Regions from separate parts of the Zea mays genome. Here region 2 is linked to region 1. Evidence: chromatin contacts called from public Hi-C data. All regions are on one chromosome and are shown on one strand. Each heading gives the region's core, a stretch centred on a gene start, on an enhancer-like site or on the middle of the called end of the contact. The rest is flanking DNA. Distances are from core to core; before and after follow the strand shown.

Region 1 (3,808 bases), core at 1,063-3,562:
CTTCACCGAGCCCAAAACGGGCCAGGCTTCACCGGGCCCGGGCTGGGCAGCCCATTTGGCCATCTCTAGCCTCAGCCAGAGATGCTGCCTGCACCAACATAGGGCATCCCGGTTGCTGGAGGAGACCCTGACGGAGACAGAGACGACGACGACGGTGGCAGTTCGAGCCACATCATGGAGCTCTCGGAGGAGCAGGAGATGGAAGGATGAATCGCCCGACCCATCACTCGTGACGCCGCCCACGGTTGTCATTTTCACGATGCTCTCGACACCTTGCTGCGTCGAGCCTTTGACCGACACACTTGGTCCATCGAGTATAGTTGTGTAGTCTACCAGCATCGTCGCGGGTTATACCCAGACCAGTGGGAGGCTACTTGCTTGGTGTGCCGTCCGGATGATGATCTCTAGGGTGCAAAGGCCTTCTCAGAGCACTATTCTATCACTAAGAGGGACACTGCAGAGGCAGCCATGCAGGATGCTGCACGGCGTGCGCTTTCACGGTACTGATCGTTGTTCAACGGGGTAGCTGACAGCCTCGACCTGAAATACTACCCTCACCGTTCGACTGGCAGTGCCAGAGGTGTGAATGTCTCACCCTTTGGTGAGGGCAATCCTAAATTGAGCAGCATGGTCAACCTGGTCGTCGTGCTCAACACCGAGCTAGACCTCGCCCTTGACGAGTTGGGCAAGGCTCGGGCGGAGATAGCAGAACTGCATGCTGAGCGTGCTGAGTGCGCAGAGCGCTACCATCAGGAGGATGGTTCCCCCGCTCCTATCGGGATTCAGCACCCTTACCGCTCGCCGCCCCATGGTCATTATGCTTATGGCACCCCTGACTGCAGGACCCATATAGATTTGGAGCAATAGATTGATAGAGTCAGAGTCTGTAATAATGTTTAATTCAGTGTCTTAGTCTTAGTTAGTCTTAGTTAATTTTAGTTTGCTTATCATATGTTTTGATGCTTGTCGTGATGAACTCGTGATGAAGTTGGATCTTTGTAATGATTGTCACTAAGGTGTGGGCATCCCCTGCAACTTGGTATAGTTATTAATAAAGTTAGTCATTTAGTTGGGCAATCTTTTATTTCCACTTTCCTCTTTATCTGAGAAGCTGTGTTTGGTCGTGTTGAGAGTCAGTGAAGATGCTCATTTGTTCAGTGCTATGAAGAATTCTATACATCTTTTCTTATGCTGAAAGATTGCAGAGTCAGATCTGATGTGTGTATGCTTTCTACAGATGTCTGATAACAGGCGCAGAGGTGGAAGGTGTGCTCAGTAGGAGCAGCAGGTACCCCAAGATGAGGCACCCCAGCGCCAGTTGCCACCACCATCCCCAATGACAATTGAACAGATGTTTCTGATGCAGACCCAGGCAGTCCAAGCGATTGGCCAGACTCTAGCAGCTATGCAATAGGTGCAGCAACAACCCCCACCTCAACCTCATATGCAAGTGCAGATGCCGCAGATGCCCAGGGACAAGCGTGCGGAGTTCATTAGGGGTCATCCCACTGTCTTTGCCCATTCTGCAGACCCCATGGACACCGAAGACTGGTTGCACACAGTGGAGCGGGAGCTACATAACGCTCAGTGCAACAATCGTGAGAAGGTTCTGTATGGTCCTCATCTGCTAAGGGGAGCAGCTCAGTCCTGGTGGGAGTCCTACCTCGCCACCCATGTGTAAGGTCCAAAATTGGTATACGACAAAAAATGATAATAATAATAATAATAATAATAATAATAATAAATATATAAATAAATAAAATATCAAATTCCGAAATCTCAAATTATACTTGAGTATTGAAAATCGAGGACTGAATTTTGGAAACCAAGAATTATATTAGAAAAGAAGTAGTAGAAAGGTTTTCAATTCAACTAAATGGCTATTCATTTCATTAAATGATGCACTATAGGCATTTTATACTTATGAATATGTGGTGAAACATTTTAATAAAGAGTCATAATTTAAACTTGGGACCTCAAGGTATAAATGAAAATAAATAAGAAAATAGGAAAGGGAAAAATACTACACCAAAATAAAGAGAATAAAATATGTAATTAAATAAAAGCCTCCCATACTGGAGTACTCAATGGGTATGTTTAAAATGGGTATAAATTTATAGTTAAATTCGAATTCAAATTTGGATTTACAAAATGAATAAAAGAGAAACCAGAAAAAGAAAAGAATAAAGAAAAAAAGAAAGAAAACCGGTTGGGACCAATGTGCTCCATGCGACCCATCTAACTCTCCCCCGCGCGGCCTAGCCAGTTGCCACCGAGCCCAACTCAATTCCGCTGGTCCTGCTACAACGGTGTGCCGACGAGTGGGGTCCGCCCGTCAATCATGCGGCACGCGCTCTTCTACACCTGGGTCGTTGACACACGGGACCACATCGTCAGACCTTCTTCTTCCTGTAATAAGTCAACAGGCGAACCGGGAGGTTAGCTCCGCGTAGATCGGGTTGCTGACCCAGCCGACTCAGTCATTGGCCCTCACTTCCATATAATCCACCTCCACCTCTCTGTTCTAGCCCCACGAAGCCAATGCAGCCACGAAGTTGAGTTGAGAACCACCAAGATGCCCTGTGTTGCGGGACAAAGGGGAGAGGCTCCGCACCACGCTCCTTCACCGCCGGGCACCAGGGTTGGGATGGGGATCTTCGTCGTGCCGTGCTGCAGATTACCTGTGGCTCTGCAAACAACACTGGGGTCCTCGGCGCCGTGAATTTTTCGACGGCATTGGACACCGCGGGATTGTTGAATAATTAGACAAATTCCAGATTAAATTCCGAATATAAATCATGACCAATTCAAAAGAACTGAAGTAGAGAGTCAAATCAGATGATGTTAACTGATTAGACATACCGATAGATGGCGTGCACCGGAATCAGCAGGGTCGACGACGTCGTAGCAGCGAAATCAGCAGGGTCAACGAGGTCAGAAGATCACGAGCAGTCGCGTGAAGACGCTTCCCAAAAACCTTATTCGCCCTCTCCTGGTGCAGGATCTAGAAGACGAAGGGTTCTGGAGACCTGCTCTCCTAATCGCAGATGCACGTATGTGGTCGGGATGAAGGGAACTGGAAGGCGGTTCAACTATGAAGAGAGGCGAAAGCGAAATCGGGATGAATTGGATGCTGGCTGCCAGGCTCTTTTTATAGGGCCGAGTCCGCGACCAGATAGCTACCTTTGATCTTATCCGCCCGCGAAAATCTCGCGTTCAGTTAAGATTTTATAGCGATCGGTTAGGATTCTAAACATAATAGCCAAGTAACCAAAAATTCAAACAGCAAAAGGAAGTCGCGCCCCCGCAAAGCGAGGGGCCGGATTTCGGCGGACCATTCACGCGCATGTCGTGCGCCCGCGCCCCGCCCCGGCCAGGCCAGGCCAGGCCAGGCGAGCGAGCGCGCGCGCGCGTGTGGCTCTCCACACTCTCTCCTCTCATCCATGACTTGGTGAGTGAGTGTGGCTTCCATATTTAAGCTAGCTCTACTCCACTAGAACTAGCAATATGGTGCTATTGGTTCCACCTATTCCCTAGCCATACACTTATATGGGCTTTTGAGATTTTCCTGGGATTTATTTTATTTTCTCAATTTGGGCCTAGCCCATAAATCCTAACAATCCCCCACCAGATCTCAAATGCCCATCTATAGTTTTCGCCACTGTTCACTACTGTTTAATATACTCGTTTTTCAGTAGAGACTGTTAAGTTGAACTTCCGCCTAGAACTCCAAGCTACACCAACCCACAACTTGGACAATGGACTATGCCTTGAATTGCAAGTTTTGCGTGAATGGGTTTCACTTGAA
Region 2 (4,271 bases), core at 1,041-3,540, 230 kb before region 1:
GATTGGAAAGTTCAATATGTAGCAATGGAAATGTCACCAAAAAAGTTCAATGAAGTCACCCAAGAACTTCAGTTTTTGTGTTGGGGCAAAACTACAAATTGATATATACAATATTTGCCATGAGTTTGTAAGCCGATGGAACAAAATCGAGCAAACAAAAACAAATATGGTACACAGTGAATTATAGTGATATCATCTCACTAATTGTCTAAGTAAATTGTCATGTGTCATTTGGAGACACCAGAGCAGCATCCTCATTTGCATGAATAAAAGATCGGAAACCAGAGGGGCTAAACAGCTGACCTGATCCACTGCTGCTGGCTGACCTCTCAATCTCGGCCAGGTTTGCAACAACAGGGATTGGCCTCTCGGGAATAATCAAAGGACTTGGTACTGAATCAGCCTCAAGTATCTTCAGCGCCTGCTCCATTGTCGGCCTTGCATGCAACTGGGGATGTGTGCAGAGTGCACCAACAAGCACGTACTTCTCCATCACCTTAGTTGGACCAGGATCAACCATTCCCTCTTGGATCACCTCCACTGTCCTCCCCCTTCGCACCAAAGACCAAGCCCAATCAGTGAGCACAAAGCTCTGTCCCTCGCTGAGAGAAATGAATGCCTTCTTTCCACTCAGAAGCTCAAGAAGCACAACACCAAAGCTATACACATCGCTCTTCTCAGTCAATTGGCCGTAGAGTGCATACTCTGGGGCAACATAACCTAGTGTTCCGGCAACCCTTGTGCTCACATGCGTCATCCCTTCAGGTGCAAACTTGGCCAGTCCAAAATCAGCCACCTTGGCCTCAAATTCATCATCAAGCAAGATGTTGCTCGCTTTGATATCCCTGTGAATAATGGCTGGCTGTGCACCGCGATGCAGGTAGGCCAGCCCTCTTGCCATGCCAATGGCAATCCTCTGCCGCACCGGCCACGCTAACTGGCATTCTCCGGCAGCAAACAGATGGTCATACAAGCTGCCATTATGCATCAGGTCGCAAACGATCATCCGCTGGTGGCCTTCTCTCTGTGTGGTGGCAATGCAGTACCCACGCAGCGCAACCAAGTTGACATGGCGCACGCTGGCCACCACTTCCACCTCATGGGCAAAGGCGGCGTCCCCAGCCGCGGAGCAGTTCTTGAACCGCTTCACCGCCACCTCAGCACCGTCGCGCAGCACCCCCTTGTAGACATTCCCAAAGCCACCCTGGCCAATAATACTCTTCCTGGCGAATCCGTCGGTGGCAGCCTTGATATCGTCGTAGGTGAACTTGACGAGCGTGGTGCTGGCGCTGATGGACTCCATGGCCTGAGAGCGCTTGCTCCTGCTGTCCGCAGCCAGGGCGGCAGCGGCATCTCGCGCCTGCCTTCGCCTCACGACGAAGCAGCATCCCAAGGCTGCGGCGAGGAGCAGCACTGCCGCGAGGGAGCCGAATGCGACGCCGTAGACCCAGGGGGCGGCACCGGAGCTGTGGGACTGAGGCGGGTTCGCCTTGAGTAGAAAGAGGCAGTAGGCAGTGGCCGGGTCGGCGGGCCCGTGCGGGCTAGCCTCGGCGCCAGCGTAGATGGAGGGGTACTGCACGCACCCGGTGACGTTGTTACTCCTGGCGCTCGGGGATCCAGCCAGGAGATAGGCCGCGGCGGCCTTGCTGAGCGCGGTGGAGCAGGCGGTGCAGTCAGGGACGGCGGAGAGGTCGCGGTCGCAGCTGGCGTCGATGTCCCCGCGCGAGCTGGGCGGGACGAGCGCGTCGAAGTCGGCGACCGTGGAGACGTTGCCGCAGCCCGGGGAGGCGAGGGCGGCGTCGAGGCCCGAGAGGCCGCAGGCCGACGCGGGGAGCGGGTAGGGGAGCGCGGCGCGGAGCGGGGACAGGCAGGAGGAGGCGTCGGGTGGGAGCACGAAGGACGATGTGGCCGCGAGGTGGAGCGAGAGGAGAAAGGCGACGGACTGCGTGGCGACCGCGCAGCGGGAGGCGTCGTCCGACGGCAGCGGCGGCGCGAGGAAGGGGAGCAGCGCCGTGAAGTTGAGAGCGCATTGCAGCGCCGGAGAGGGGGCGGCCGGTTGGGACGCGTGTGGGATGGGGCGGAGGAGGAGGAAGAAGGGAAGGAGGAGACGGAGGCGGCACATGGGAGGCGGAAGGGGATGGAGATGAGGCCGCGAGATGGGGCGGAGGAGGAGACGGAGGCGGCACATGGAGAAGATCAGAAGAGTGGGTGGGGGTGGGGGTGGGGTGGGGGCGGTTGGTGTTGACTGCTGTTTGGCGGCCGTGGCCAGGGAAGAAGAAGGATGGTGGATAAGCTGCGCCCGTCACGTTACTGTACTAATGGTCCGAGCATTTTCAAACATCTGTCTATTGTCGCGAAATTGTACCGCTAAAACCCGGTCCGACGTTGTAAATTCTGCTAACATAGATAATCTCTTTGTCCGCGGCTCTGTTGACTGTTGTAGGGAGCTGGGCTTGTTTGTTCGCTGCTTACCATATATCGTCTGAATTTTTCTAAGGTTGGTTTTGTTTGGTTCGTAATTTATCATAATTTTTCTAACTTTTTTTCTATGATTAGTTCTTCAATTTATTTGACTATATTAAACTTGTTGATCTTATATTTAACTTATTAATATTTGCATTCTTACCTAGGTGTCGGCGTTTCGGACCTGGGGACCCTCCACCGAGCCGACCAGTGAATTTTATCGCTGCATGCCCCTGCCCAGATGAGTTGGCGCAAGACGAAACACAAGGGGGGAATGCGGCTTGTATTATCTCGCACCGGGGGTGCTCGTAGTAGGGGTTACAAGCGTCACGAGAGGGAGAGAGAGCCTGTTCGTTTGCTCGTCCCCGCGCGACCCCCCGCAGGAAGGCCCTGGACCACCCTTTTATAGATGCAAGGAGAGAGTCCAGATGTACAATGGGAGTGTAGCTATGCGCTAACGTGTCTGGCAGAGAAGTGCCTGAGCCCTGTGTACATGCCAACGTGGCTGTTGGAGGAGTGCTTGAGCCCTGTGTGCACGATAACGTGGTCGTCGGAGAAGTGCCTGAGCCATGTAGAAGCACAGCTGGCGGTGCGGCTGGAATCCTGCTGACGTCTCCTTGTTTCCGTAGGGGGCAGAGAACCACCGACGTCATGGACGCACGCGGGGAACCATCATTACCTGTTACCGGGGTGAGCCAGATGGGACGCCGGTTTTGTTCCCTCGTAGCCTGAGCTAGCTAGGAGTAGGGTAATGATGTATCCCCTGTGGCGCGGTCGGTCCGAGCCCAAGGTCGGGCGAGGCGGAGACTTCTCCTGAGGCCGAGGTCGGGGTCGGGCGAGGACGCGATTCCTCCCGAGGCCGAGGCTGAGGCCGAGTCCTGGGGTCGGGCGAGGCGGAGACCTCCTCCCAAGGCCGAGGCCTAAGGTCGGGCGAGGCGGAGCTTTCTGTTGCGCCCGAGGCTGAACTCGGCTGTTGTCAGTCTTACCCCGGTGGGTGGCGCAACAGTCGGAGCGGGGCAAGCAGCGCTGTTTTCTTGTCAGGTCGGTCAGTGAAAGGGCGAAGTGACTGCGGTCACTTCGACCTTGCCGACTGCGGCGCGCGTGTCAGGATAAGGTGTCAGGCGATCTTTGCATTGAATGCGCCTGCGATACGGTCTAGTAAGGCGATTTGGCCAAGGTTGCTTCTCAACGAAGCCTGCCCGAGCTAGGCTTCGGGCGAGTCGAGGGTGCGCCCACCGCCTGAGGAGGCCCTCGGGCGAGGCGTGAATTCGTCCGAGACTACTATTCCCGCCCGAGGCCGGGCTCGGACGAGGCGAGATTGCGTCCCTTGGTAGACGAGGCCTTGACCTGAACCGTGCCCATCAGTCTTTGCGGTGAGTGCTGAGGGTGGTTACCAGCCGTGTTTAGGAGTGTTGGGGGTACCCCTAATTACGGTACCCGACAGTAGCCCCCGAGCCTCGAAGGGAGTGTTGGTACTCGCTTGGAGGCTTTGCCGCATTTTTTGTGAGGGGACCGGCCTTTCTCGGTTATATTTTGTTCCGGTGGGTACGCGCGAGCGCACCCGCCGGGTGTAGCCCCCGAGGCCTCGGAGGAGTGGTTTGACTCCTCTGAGGTCTTAATGCTTTTTGTGATGCCTCGGCCGGCCTGGTTGTTCCCTCATGCGGCCTGGTCGTAGCCCGGGTGCATGGTCAGGTTCCGAGTTTTTAGGCTGGTTTGTTGACGCTGTCAACAGTTTGGCCATAGCCGGGTTGCGAGAGCAGCCCCCGAGCCTCTGCACGGAGCGAGAGAATGATCAAGGACTGTCTCGA

What was found. A called contact is a pair of places that touch in the nucleus more often than the background predicts.
Region 2: a contact with region 1 is called in a Hi-C map of leaf, with 4 times the contacts expected there. The contact joins the promoter of LOC100194105 here to the enhancer-like site in region 1. A contact is called at or near these places in 2 of 25 Hi-C or Micro-C datasets (ear and leaf).

Annotation. Positions count from the first base shown.
Region 1 is chr5:77,738,300-77,742,107 of Zm-B73-REFERENCE-NAM-5.0, reverse strand. No RefSeq gene overlaps it. Among protein-coding and RNA genes, the nearest start is that of LOC109939713, 51 kb to the right of the region's middle. Within about 2 kb of position 2,312, at least 16 of the 20 cell types and tissues checked have an H3K27ac peak or open chromatin away from gene starts, as enhancers often do. A contact at or near this core is called in ear and leaf, where this site is marked.
Region 2 is chr5:77,965,239-77,969,509 of Zm-B73-REFERENCE-NAM-5.0, reverse strand. LOC100194105 (putative protein kinase superfamily protein) reads right to left here and starts at 2,290. Exons shown (of 1, transcript NM_001139158.2): 1 at 46-2,290. The coding sequence starts at 2,188. The coding sequence ends at 221.